Linked DNA regions of Mus musculus: all the other regions are linked to region 1. Evidence: chromatin contacts called from public HiChIP or PLAC-seq and promoter capture Hi-C data. All regions are on one chromosome and are shown on one strand. The core of a region is the stretch at or near the end of the contact, and the rest is flanking DNA. Distances in the headings are between cores, read along the strand shown. Region 1 overlaps Itsn1 (intersectin 1 (SH3 domain protein 1A)). Region 2 overlaps Itsn1 (intersectin 1 (SH3 domain protein 1A)). Region 3 overlaps Itsn1 (intersectin 1 (SH3 domain protein 1A)).

The links. HiChIP or PLAC-seq counts read pairs in DNA pulled down with a chosen protein or histone mark. Capture Hi-C pulls out chosen DNA fragments and counts their contacts.
Region 2: a promoter capture Hi-C map of liver shows a contact between it and region 1. The contact joins two enhancer-like sites. A contact is called at or near these places in 9 of 39 promoter capture datasets (the 3T3-L1 cell line, 3T3-L1-derived adipocytes, embryonic stem cells and 4 more), 5 of 484 Hi-C or Micro-C datasets (B cells, LSK cells, bone marrow-derived macrophages and 2 more), 11 of 115 datasets of contacts at active chromatin or transcription factors (astrocytes, bone marrow-derived macrophages, craniofacial prominence and 6 more) and 4 of 9 other capture datasets (adipose tissue, embryonic stem cells, liver and 1 more).
Region 3: a contact with region 1 is called in an H3K27ac HiChIP or PLAC-seq map of embryonic fibroblasts, with 2.9 times the contacts expected there. The contact joins two enhancer-like sites. A contact is called at or near these places in 10 of 39 promoter capture datasets (the 3T3-L1 cell line, 3T3-L1-derived adipocytes, the HPC-7 cell line and 6 more), 6 of 484 Hi-C or Micro-C datasets (CD4 T cells, bone marrow-derived macrophages, liver and 3 more), 15 of 115 datasets of contacts at active chromatin or transcription factors (astrocytes, bone marrow-derived macrophages, craniofacial prominence and 11 more) and 4 of 9 other capture datasets (adipose tissue, embryonic stem cells, liver and 1 more).

The regions. Positions count from the first base shown.
Region 1 is chr16:91,745,352-91,748,345 of GRCm38.p6, forward strand. The region is part of intron 1 of Itsn1 (intersectin 1 (SH3 domain protein 1A)); the gene reads left to right. Among named protein-coding and RNA genes, the nearest start is that of Itsn1, 17 kb to the left of the region's middle. Within about 2 kb of position 1,375, at least 102 of the 459 cell types and tissues checked have an H3K27ac peak or open chromatin away from gene starts, as enhancers often do. A contact at or near this core is called in embryonic fibroblasts, embryonic limb bud and liver, where this site is marked.
Region 2 is chr16:91,861,526-91,864,519 of GRCm38.p6, forward strand. It overlaps Itsn1 (intersectin 1 (SH3 domain protein 1A)), which reads left to right. Exons shown (of 39, transcript NM_010587.2): 26 at 1,732-1,853. Among named protein-coding and RNA genes, the nearest start is that of Gm52262, 41 kb to the right of the region's middle. Within about 2 kb of position 1,521, at least 121 of the 459 cell types and tissues checked have an H3K27ac peak or open chromatin away from gene starts, as enhancers often do. A contact at or near this core is called in liver, where this site is marked.
Region 3 is chr16:91,845,188-91,848,181 of GRCm38.p6, forward strand. All of the region lies in intron 19 of Itsn1 (intersectin 1 (SH3 domain protein 1A)), which reads left to right. Among named protein-coding and RNA genes, the nearest start is that of Gm52262, 58 kb to the right of the region's middle. Within about 2 kb of position 1,399, at least 79 of the 459 cell types and tissues checked have an H3K27ac peak or open chromatin away from gene starts, as enhancers often do. A contact at or near this core is called in embryonic fibroblasts, embryonic limb bud and liver, where this site is marked.

The sequences.
Region 1 (2,994 bases), core at 125-2,624:
GTAAGAGAGAGAGAGAGAGGGAGATCGATCATCCATCTATCTATCTATCTATCTATCTATCTATCTATCTATCTATCTATCTATCTAACAGAACAACTTCTAGAACCAACAGTTTACTTAAAAGACTTGTACAGTCAGCAGTATGGCTATTGGTATTTTCCCACACAGACCTAATTTCAAGTGATGGGGCAAGGCATGTTACCATTTCAAGCTCAAAAGGTGTGAGAGGTGGCAGAGGGAAGAAACTGCAGCTTCTTTGCAGCCTTGGCATGTTTAACTGTGCGGTGTCCCTGCCTCACCAACAGGACTGATGGCGTTCTGGTCATGCTGTTGTAAGGGTGGTCAGGCAGTTAGCACAGAGCCTCTGCATAGGAAATGACAGTCTCACCATCACCTTAATACATGCCTGGAGTGTGGGCTTTAAGACAAAAATGGGAGGTATTGTGTATTTCTTACTTGCAGGTAGATTATCAGGCCTCACATTGCTCCTCAGTTGTTCGTTATCTGGAAGAACTGCCTTTTCCTTTAAGCTTGGAAGAAAGAAGAGGGCCAGCTAGCTGCATGATAGGCTTCAAGCGGTCCACTGACTCAGAAAATACTGGACACAGTGCTTGCAAGTCAACATTAAAAGGATAAACAGCTAAGTTAAAAAGTGGGGAGAGGTATGAATAGGCATTTTTCCAAAGAAAATAAACAAATGGACAACAAACTCGTGAAAGATGCTCTACATGATGGAAACAAGATTGCACTTCTCACTAGGATGGCTACTGTTTAAATAACAAAAGGAAGGTGCCAAGTGCTGGCCTGGATGCTAGCCAAGCAGAGTCCTCACCTCACAGGCTGTTGGTGGGAGTGTCAGTGTTCGACAAAGCAAGCAGAAAGCAAGCGCTTGCTTGTCAGTAGTTAAATACGGAGTTATCATATGGCCCTGCAAATTCATTCCTACGCACACAGGCAGCAAAATAGAAAGCAGGTGTTCACATGAAAGTGAGCGTTCACAGCGGCACTGTGTTGGGGCTCCCTTCCAGGTTCTGGAAGTGATTGTTGCACATCATTGGTGCACGTATTAAATGTCACTGAGCTAGAGTGGTGAGTTTTATGTGTGCTACATCGTTATTCAATAAAGGACAGGAGTGTAACATGATGCTTATTCCTAGCTTACTGTAGCGCTGAGTTTCCTAAAATAACTTACTTTAACCTTAGTTTGGGTCATTTTAGGAAATCTTTTCAGTTCAATGAAATATTTCATCATTCTTGTCTTATAACCCCTAGAAAAGGTGAGAAAAGAAAGCAGGCTGTGAAGGTTTTGACATCTGCTTTTAGTGCAACAACATCATAGCAATGCAGACTGGTCCCCAGGGGCTAGCCGGAAGCAGCCTGCGGGCTCGCCTTGCTCTATACATAACAGTGCTTGCTGCTACTCCCCTTCACCCAGTACACTGGCAGCTCTCCAAAAAGTAACAACTCCGTCCCTTTGTGGCCAGTGGTTTAGGTGCTGGTGTGTGTGTGTGTGCGTGTGTGTGTGTGTCTGTGTGTGTGTGTGTGTGTGTGTGTGTGTGTGTGTGTCTGTGTCTGTGTCTGTGTGTGTGTCTGTGTGTGTGTGTGTGTCTGTGTGTGTGTGTGTGTGTGTGTGTCTGTGTGTGTGTGTGTGTCTGTGTGTGTGTGTATCTGTGTGTCTGTGTGTGTCTGTGTGTGTCTGTGTGTGTGTGTGTGTGTGTGTGTCTGTGTGTGTGTGTGTGTGTCTGTGTGTGTGTGTGTCTGTGTGTGTGTGTGTGTGTGTCTGTGTATATATGTGTGTGTGTGTGTGTATGTGTGTGTGTGTGTGTATATGTGTGTGTGTGTGTGTGTGTATATGTGTGTGTCTGTGTGTGTGTGTGTGTGTGTGTGTATGTGTGTGTCTGTGTGTGTCTGTGTGTGTGTGTGTGTGTGTGTGTGTGTGTGTGTGTCTGTGTGTGTGTGTGTGTGTGTGTGCTCTTTGGGATCTCCAGTCTATGCAAACAGAGCCAGATGACTTTGTTACTGCTCAGGAGTGACTAGGTTTGTAACCCAGTGTTCTTTTCAGGACATCATCATTTCTTGTTTAGGCAAGAACACATTTTACATTAACTTTGCCATACTTAGCCCCTCAAACTTTTAAAGTGTGTAATATATTTTAAATATGACAGTGACAACTAATATTTACTATTTCTCATGCCTAGGCAGTATTCTAGATAATTCTGCGGGTAGTTGTCCCCCAAATGGCAGAACAGGTACTGTCACTTTCATTTTATATCCAGAGTATAATATAGTTGAGTAGCTCAACCTCACTGTAGAGGCTGGTAGGTGGCACATATGGCCTTTGGACTCACAATGTCTGCCCTGTTAGCACTAGGGTGTGTGTTTTTTCTTACAAACATTGCCTAATGCAGCTCTCGGGCAATGTTTGCGTGGCATTTCTACTTGCAAAGCCTACCCCTTACCTCATCGTAGTACTGCACTGAGAGGTTGGGGAAGGGGTTGGGCTGGGCAGGGGCCCTAGCTAGCTAGTCAGCCCTAGGGGTTGGCTGAGAAGTGAGGGTGAGCTATAGGCGTCAGTCAGACCTCGTGCTCTGGTGCTTCTGGTCCTGTTTGCTGGTTGGACTTTCCCGCTGAAGAGTGCCCTTGTGCACGGCTTTCTGACCCCTTGAAATGAGACACATTTTCACAGCTTTCTCCAAACTCTGTAAGTATTCGAATCAGGCATTTATCCCATTTGAGCCTTCTTAGGCGTTTTGCTACCAACCAGAAAGAAGAGAAAAGATTGTAGGAGGGGCAGTATTAAAAAGATAAACTTTTTTTTTTTTTTTTGGTTTTTCGAGACAGGGTTTCTCTGTATAGCCCTGGCTGTCCTGGAACTCACTCTGTAGACCAGGCTGGCCTCGAACTCAGAAATCTGCCTTCCCTCTGCCTCCCAAGTGCTAGGATTAAAGGCATGTGCCACCACTGCCCGGCGAAAGATGGACTTTTAAAAGAGGG
Region 2 (2,994 bases), core at 271-2,770, 120 kb after region 1:
GGCGCCTGTTAGCACATAGAGCTCCAATGACATAGCAGTGGAGGTCAGAGGCAAGGTGACAGCATCAGGTGATCGGTCTCATTACTTGAAAATCGGGCTTTCCCAGGCAAACAGTGAAGGTACCAAATGATAATCGTGCTTCAGAGTCTAGAATTTTCAGTTTATTTAAACAAAATCACACATTCTATTAATAGTGGCATAAAAAAGAGAAGGAGGCAGCTGTGCAATGATACGGTTGGTGTGGCCTGTCTTCCTGGCCAAAGTTGACCTTAGGAAATTATAGGTTAGAAGGGGCACTGCTCTGCTGAGAGGCTGTGCTCAGCTCTAGTTGGGCTCACACAGCCAGGAAAGGGGATTTTAGTCAGAGCACAAAGCTGGGCCTCTGCTATTGCTGGATGTTGTCTGTACTTGAACAGGCGCCATTCCAGAGGGTCCAGATAGTTCACTTACAGCCCTCAGATGGGCCTCACTTTACCTTGAAACTCGCAAGCTGTTTGGAGACACAGAGCCCTTTCAAAATGCCAGAACAAATCTCCAGCTAGTATGCCAGGTCCTTTGAGGAGCAAAAACAGCTGGTGCCAAATAGGACACTAATTGGGACTTTCTCCAAACCAAAAACTTGAAATCTAGAACTTGTCCTTAGCATGCCAGAGGAGCGTCCCTCCCTACACATTCCCTGCTTGGGCTCTTGGCTAGACACAGACTAGCTGGGAGCCGGCCTCCGGGCTTTTTGCCTTTCTGGGCTTTCTGAAGCACAGGCAGGCAGGCTGCTTCTCCTCCTCCTGTTGTGGTGGCCAGCCTCAGATTTCAGGACAGCGTGATAGGGCTGCTTAAAGGAACTGCCTCTTACTTCTGCCCTTCACTCTGTAGGCAGTGTTGGAATGTGGGGCCCCCACCCCCACCCCTTCTTCCCATCTCTTTGTACTTCATACTTCTTTCTTGCCATCCTTCCTTCCTTTCTGTCCTTTCGGGTTCACTGAGATGGGAATGAGTGTGGAGAACAGTTCTGGATCGCTCCCCCCCCCCCCCGCCCCCCTGGCCTGAGCTGCCCCAGACTTTGGGCTGTGGCCTTGCTGGGAGTCTCCTGTAGGGGCTTTCAGAGTCAGGCAAACCACACAACTATTTACGTTTTTTATCTCTGTGCTGAATTACTGTTTTCACCTAAAGTTCTCATAGCTCTGTGTTCCTCTTGTAACTTGAAATAAGTTAAACTCATGGTTCTGTGTTTCAAACCAGAAATTCGTGGATCACTCCCAGAATAGGAGGCCTGGCTGATTTGGCTATGTTAGTGGGAGACGGTCCTAAGCCGTGTGTGTAAGTGAGCTGTAGCCAGGCTCCTATGGGTTTCTGAGGAAAACCTCATTTCTCCCATTAGTTTTCAGGCAGAAGGAGGCGTCCCTCAGATTTATGGAGATGGGAGCGGGGTCCTGGCCCTTCATCCGGGCACATAGTAACTGTGGGAGGTTCTTTGACAGGACGCATGGGGGCAGGCAGGATGGCGGGGAGCTGCTGAGTCACAGGACAGTGAGGGCCGCACAAGTCTGAGCTAGACAGAGACAAACAGAGCATCTGCACTGTGGCTCCCAGGGAGGGGCAAGAGCAGGGGTCAGAGTGGGAAGCAGCCAGTCTGCAGAGTTCCATGACGTTGGTGTCTGATCCTGAACAATAGTGTGTCCTAGGATCTCTTCTCTTCACTGACAGCACACTGCAACGTTTGATCCTGTTTTTCAGAAATTGCCCAGGTTATTGCTTCCTACGCTGCTACTGGTCCCGAACAACTCACCCTGGCTCCTGGGCAGCTGATTCTGATCCGGAAAAAGAACCCAGGTGGATGGTGGGAAGGAGAACTGCAAGTTAGTGTCTCTACGTTCATTTAAAGTTCTCTGTCTAAGCATGAACACGCAAAGCCTCAAGGAACAGCATTGCACTGCACAGTACAAAGAACCCTCCTTATCTGAACCCTGAGCCTGATGAGGGGCGCCTGTGTCTTACGAGCTTAGTTCTGAGAGCTGCGGACCCGCTGAACGTGTATCCAGTTGTCCGACAAGCTCAGATAGGGAGTGCTGGAGACAGAATTTGCTGAGTAGGGGCTGCATAGAGACCTCCTCATGCGCCATGGCCTGGCAAACGGAATCAGCGCTTCGTTGGAGGTGTTTGGGACATGCTGACATGGCAGGTGTCTTTCATGCAGCCTACGTCGGTCATGATGTTGTTTTCAGTTGCTGTGTGTACCGAAATCACATCACTCATTCACGGTTCTGACACCTCCTTTAGTTCTCACTTCCAGACACAAAGATGCTGCAGAAGAGAGTCTGTGTATCATCATGGTAGCAAGTTAGGCTGGCCGTGGGATATATCTAAGGGGAGTTTTATGTAAGGACAAGAACAAGTGTATGGTGTTGCGTGGCTCCCTAGAAATGCTTGTTATTTGCAAGGATACAGTGATAACAGAGTTGAGAACTAGGGTACCACCTCATCAGGTGATTAAAATGACCATCACCCGTGGAGGCAAATGGATGCTACTTAGTAAAGGCACAGCATCCACGCTTTGTCAACAGACTGGGACCCATGATTAGGGGGCTGGAGAGATAGCTCATTAATTAAGACCTGAGGTAGGCTTTCAGTGCCCATATCAGGCAGCTTACACCAGCTGTAACTTCAGCTCTGGGGGATCTGGTGACCTCTCTTGACCTCTGTGCACCCACATACATATTCTATACACGTAAATAGTAAGACAGACATATATATTTTTTAAAGAACTGTGACGTAAGAGCCTGGTGATCAAGTGTTTCAGGAACAAATGATGGGGGGAGGAAGTGGTGGGGGTTAGGAAGGGCAGTCAAGAGCACATAGATGGCGGCTGGACTGGGTGTTAGCAGTCGGTGGACCCATGTGAAGAACGTGTGCGTGTTCTGGGCACTGTTCCCGTTAGTGCTACTTTTCAGTAAGTTTCTTTTTGTTTTTTGGAAACTGGTTCTATAGTGACTACAGTTG
Region 3 (2,994 bases), core at 149-2,648, 100 kb after region 1:
AAGGGTTGTCAGGGATCGGGGCGTAGGGTGGGAAAGGTGAGGGGTCCGCATGATGAGGGTTACCCAGATGAAGGATGCATGGAAAGCTGCCAGTTATTGTAAGCCGATTGAAGAAATGGAAGTTAAGGGCTCGGAGAAACCGCTCAGTAGTTAAGAGCACTCCCTCCTCTTCCAGAAGACCCAAATTCAGTGGTAAAGAGGCAATTCTTAGCACCTGTAACTGATCTGATACCATCTCCTAGCCTCCAAGGACACGAGTGCATGCATGCCTGTGCTCAAGTAGACACACAACATTTTTTAAGTTTAAAAAAAATAATAATAAGAGCCAGGCAGTGGTGGCGCACGCCTTTAATCCCAGCAGTTGGGAGGCAGAGGCAGACGGATTTCTGAGTTGGAGGCCAGCCTGGTCTACAGAGTGAGTTCCAGGACAGCCAGGGCTACACAGAGAAACCCTGTCTCGGAAAAAGTAAGAGTTTGAAGAGATGGCTGGATAATGTACCCCAGGGTAGGAGAGGGTGAAGAATGGACCCAGAGTCCCATAGTCTGCCTTCAAATCATACCCCAAGCCTAAAGCTCTCTCGCTGGGCTTCATCTCCTAAAGGCTCTTCCATCCCTCAGTAATGTCACCCTGATGAAGAAGACGGTAGTGCATGGGAATGACAGGAATGTCAGTCGAGGTCATTAAAGAGCCAAATGTAATAGCACCTCCCCGGGAACCAAGTTGGAAATTTAAGAAAAGCCAGAGCTTCCTAGTGAAATGGCGGTCAGTGCCCATAGACCTGTTAGAACCCAAGCTTTAACCAAGCTGATTTCAATCTGAACTGACCGCTCTGCACATCTGACTTTCACGCCCAGCAGGCACGATACTCAGTGTGTAGTTAGTACTGTTTTGTAAACCAGCTCAACAGAATCTAGGGTCTGGGCTTCAATTCCATGATGTTGTATCAGAATTGCTCCCAGAGAAACTGGGATTGATGGGACAGACCTAGTTAGATAATTAAACTAAGACTAAGCTTGTTCATTAAAAAGCCTGAGACTCCCTCATAAAAGCCACAGTGGGTGAGCATGCTCTGTCTGAAAGTCCGTCATAGCTTGCCGTGTTACAGAGTGTATGTGCTTAACCTACTCAGCCTGTTGTACACTTACATTTTTTCCAAAATTAGATTGGCATTTTTGGCAAAGTTTTCCAAACTCAAGAAGAAATGTCTCGTGTTCATGTTGACGCTCTGTTTTCCAAGTGGTTAAGTGTTAAGAATGAATTCCTGCTGCCTGCTGTGGTCCTTAATCATAGTCGTTAAAATGAGCTAACCCCACAAGAGTAAGTTCACATTCCTGAGACCATGTCTGGGCCGTTGCTGAGGGCAGTAAGTTTCCTCCGCTAAAAGTGAAGCCCATGATGATTTCATCGTTGCCTTGGAGATGGGAGCTCTTGTTGGAGACGCTGGATCTGAGCTCAGGGCCCCTCCTCTAGCTCTTGACGCTACTTGGAGGTGCACTGTGACTTCTGTCCTTGCTGCTGGCAGGCTGGGTGGGGTGGGGCTAGACCTCTCCTTGAGATGTGTGGTCAGACATTGCTTCGAGATTTCTGATCTGGTTCCTTATGTCTGCCCAGAGTCTCATTAGCCAGGCAAAGAGATAACAGTAGATCCTAGGTCGTGGCAATACCAAGCAGTTATCATTTGAGGCAGTGAATGTTCCAGAAAAGCAGTAATCAGATACTAAATGGGTTCCTACAGGAGATGACCCTGGCAAGATTAACCAGAAGTGACAGGCATCCGGAGCAGAGAACCAAAGCTTGTTTAGAGTAAACTAGGTTAAAATGAGGTACCAGAACCAATGTCTAGATGTGAGAACACCGTATTAGTCAGAGTTGGATTTTTATAAAATTGTGGTTTTAAACTTTTATTTGTGCCCGGCAGATTACAAAGACTTATCAGAAGCCAGGAGTGGTGACACACATCTTAATCCCAGCATTTGGGAGGCAGTGGCAGGCAGATTTCTTGAGTTCCATGGTAGCCTGGTCTACAGAGGGAGTTCCAGGACGGCCATGGCTACACAGAGATCCTGTCTGGAAAACAAAACAACAAAGATGTATCCATACAAAGACAGGCATGTTATAGACAAAGAAACTGCAGCATCCAGAAGTTAAACTTGCCCACCTTGTACAGTTACAGCTACAGATCCTGCATTAAATTCGAGGCACTCTACACGCATAGCCCCGTTTTTCATCAGACTCAGCAGTGCTTTGTTGTTTGAGAGACACTCCTGACTCTCTCCCACCTGACTTTAGTCCTAAGGTGGAGGTCGCGAGCCTGGCCACCAACCTACTCAGTGCTTAGGAGGATAGCAGCCGCCATTTCCAGTGCCCAGCAGTTGCGTGTGGTATGACGCCATCAGAAAGCATGAACCAGGAGTTCAGAGCAGCACCAAAGTGAATCCAAGCAGAAGAACACAGCAGTTTATAAATAGCTGGCACTGCCTGGCGAAGGGAAGAAGCAGACAGTGGAGGGAGTTGACTGGGAAGCGTGCTTGCACCAGTATCAGTGTCAGTAACAGTGACCAAATTGTAAAGCAAAGCCAGCGCCCTTGACCGCACATGACCCGAGGGCCCGCCTTTCCTGTCCTCAGCCTTAAGTTACTTTTAGAGAGATGGCCCAGCAGTTAGGAGCACCTGCTGCCCTTCAGATGTTTAGACCTGCCCTGTTCCTGTGGTTGTTTGAAAAGTCAGTGGCCTCAGCTACAGGTCACATGTATAGACGTAAGAATAGGACTCACTGGACTCTAGTATTGGAGCCAGCTTTCTGACTGAGCGAGCTCTGTCCTCCAGAGCCACCTCCAGGTGCTCCTAAGCCAGGGAGGTAACTGTAGGATCAGTAGGATATGGAGGCCCATTTGGATGCATCCTTTGGGGCAGAACTAAGGACGGACACAAGCACTGGCTGCACTCGGCAAAGCAGATGGCCCCTTGGAACATTTTCAACAGAAGGCTCTATT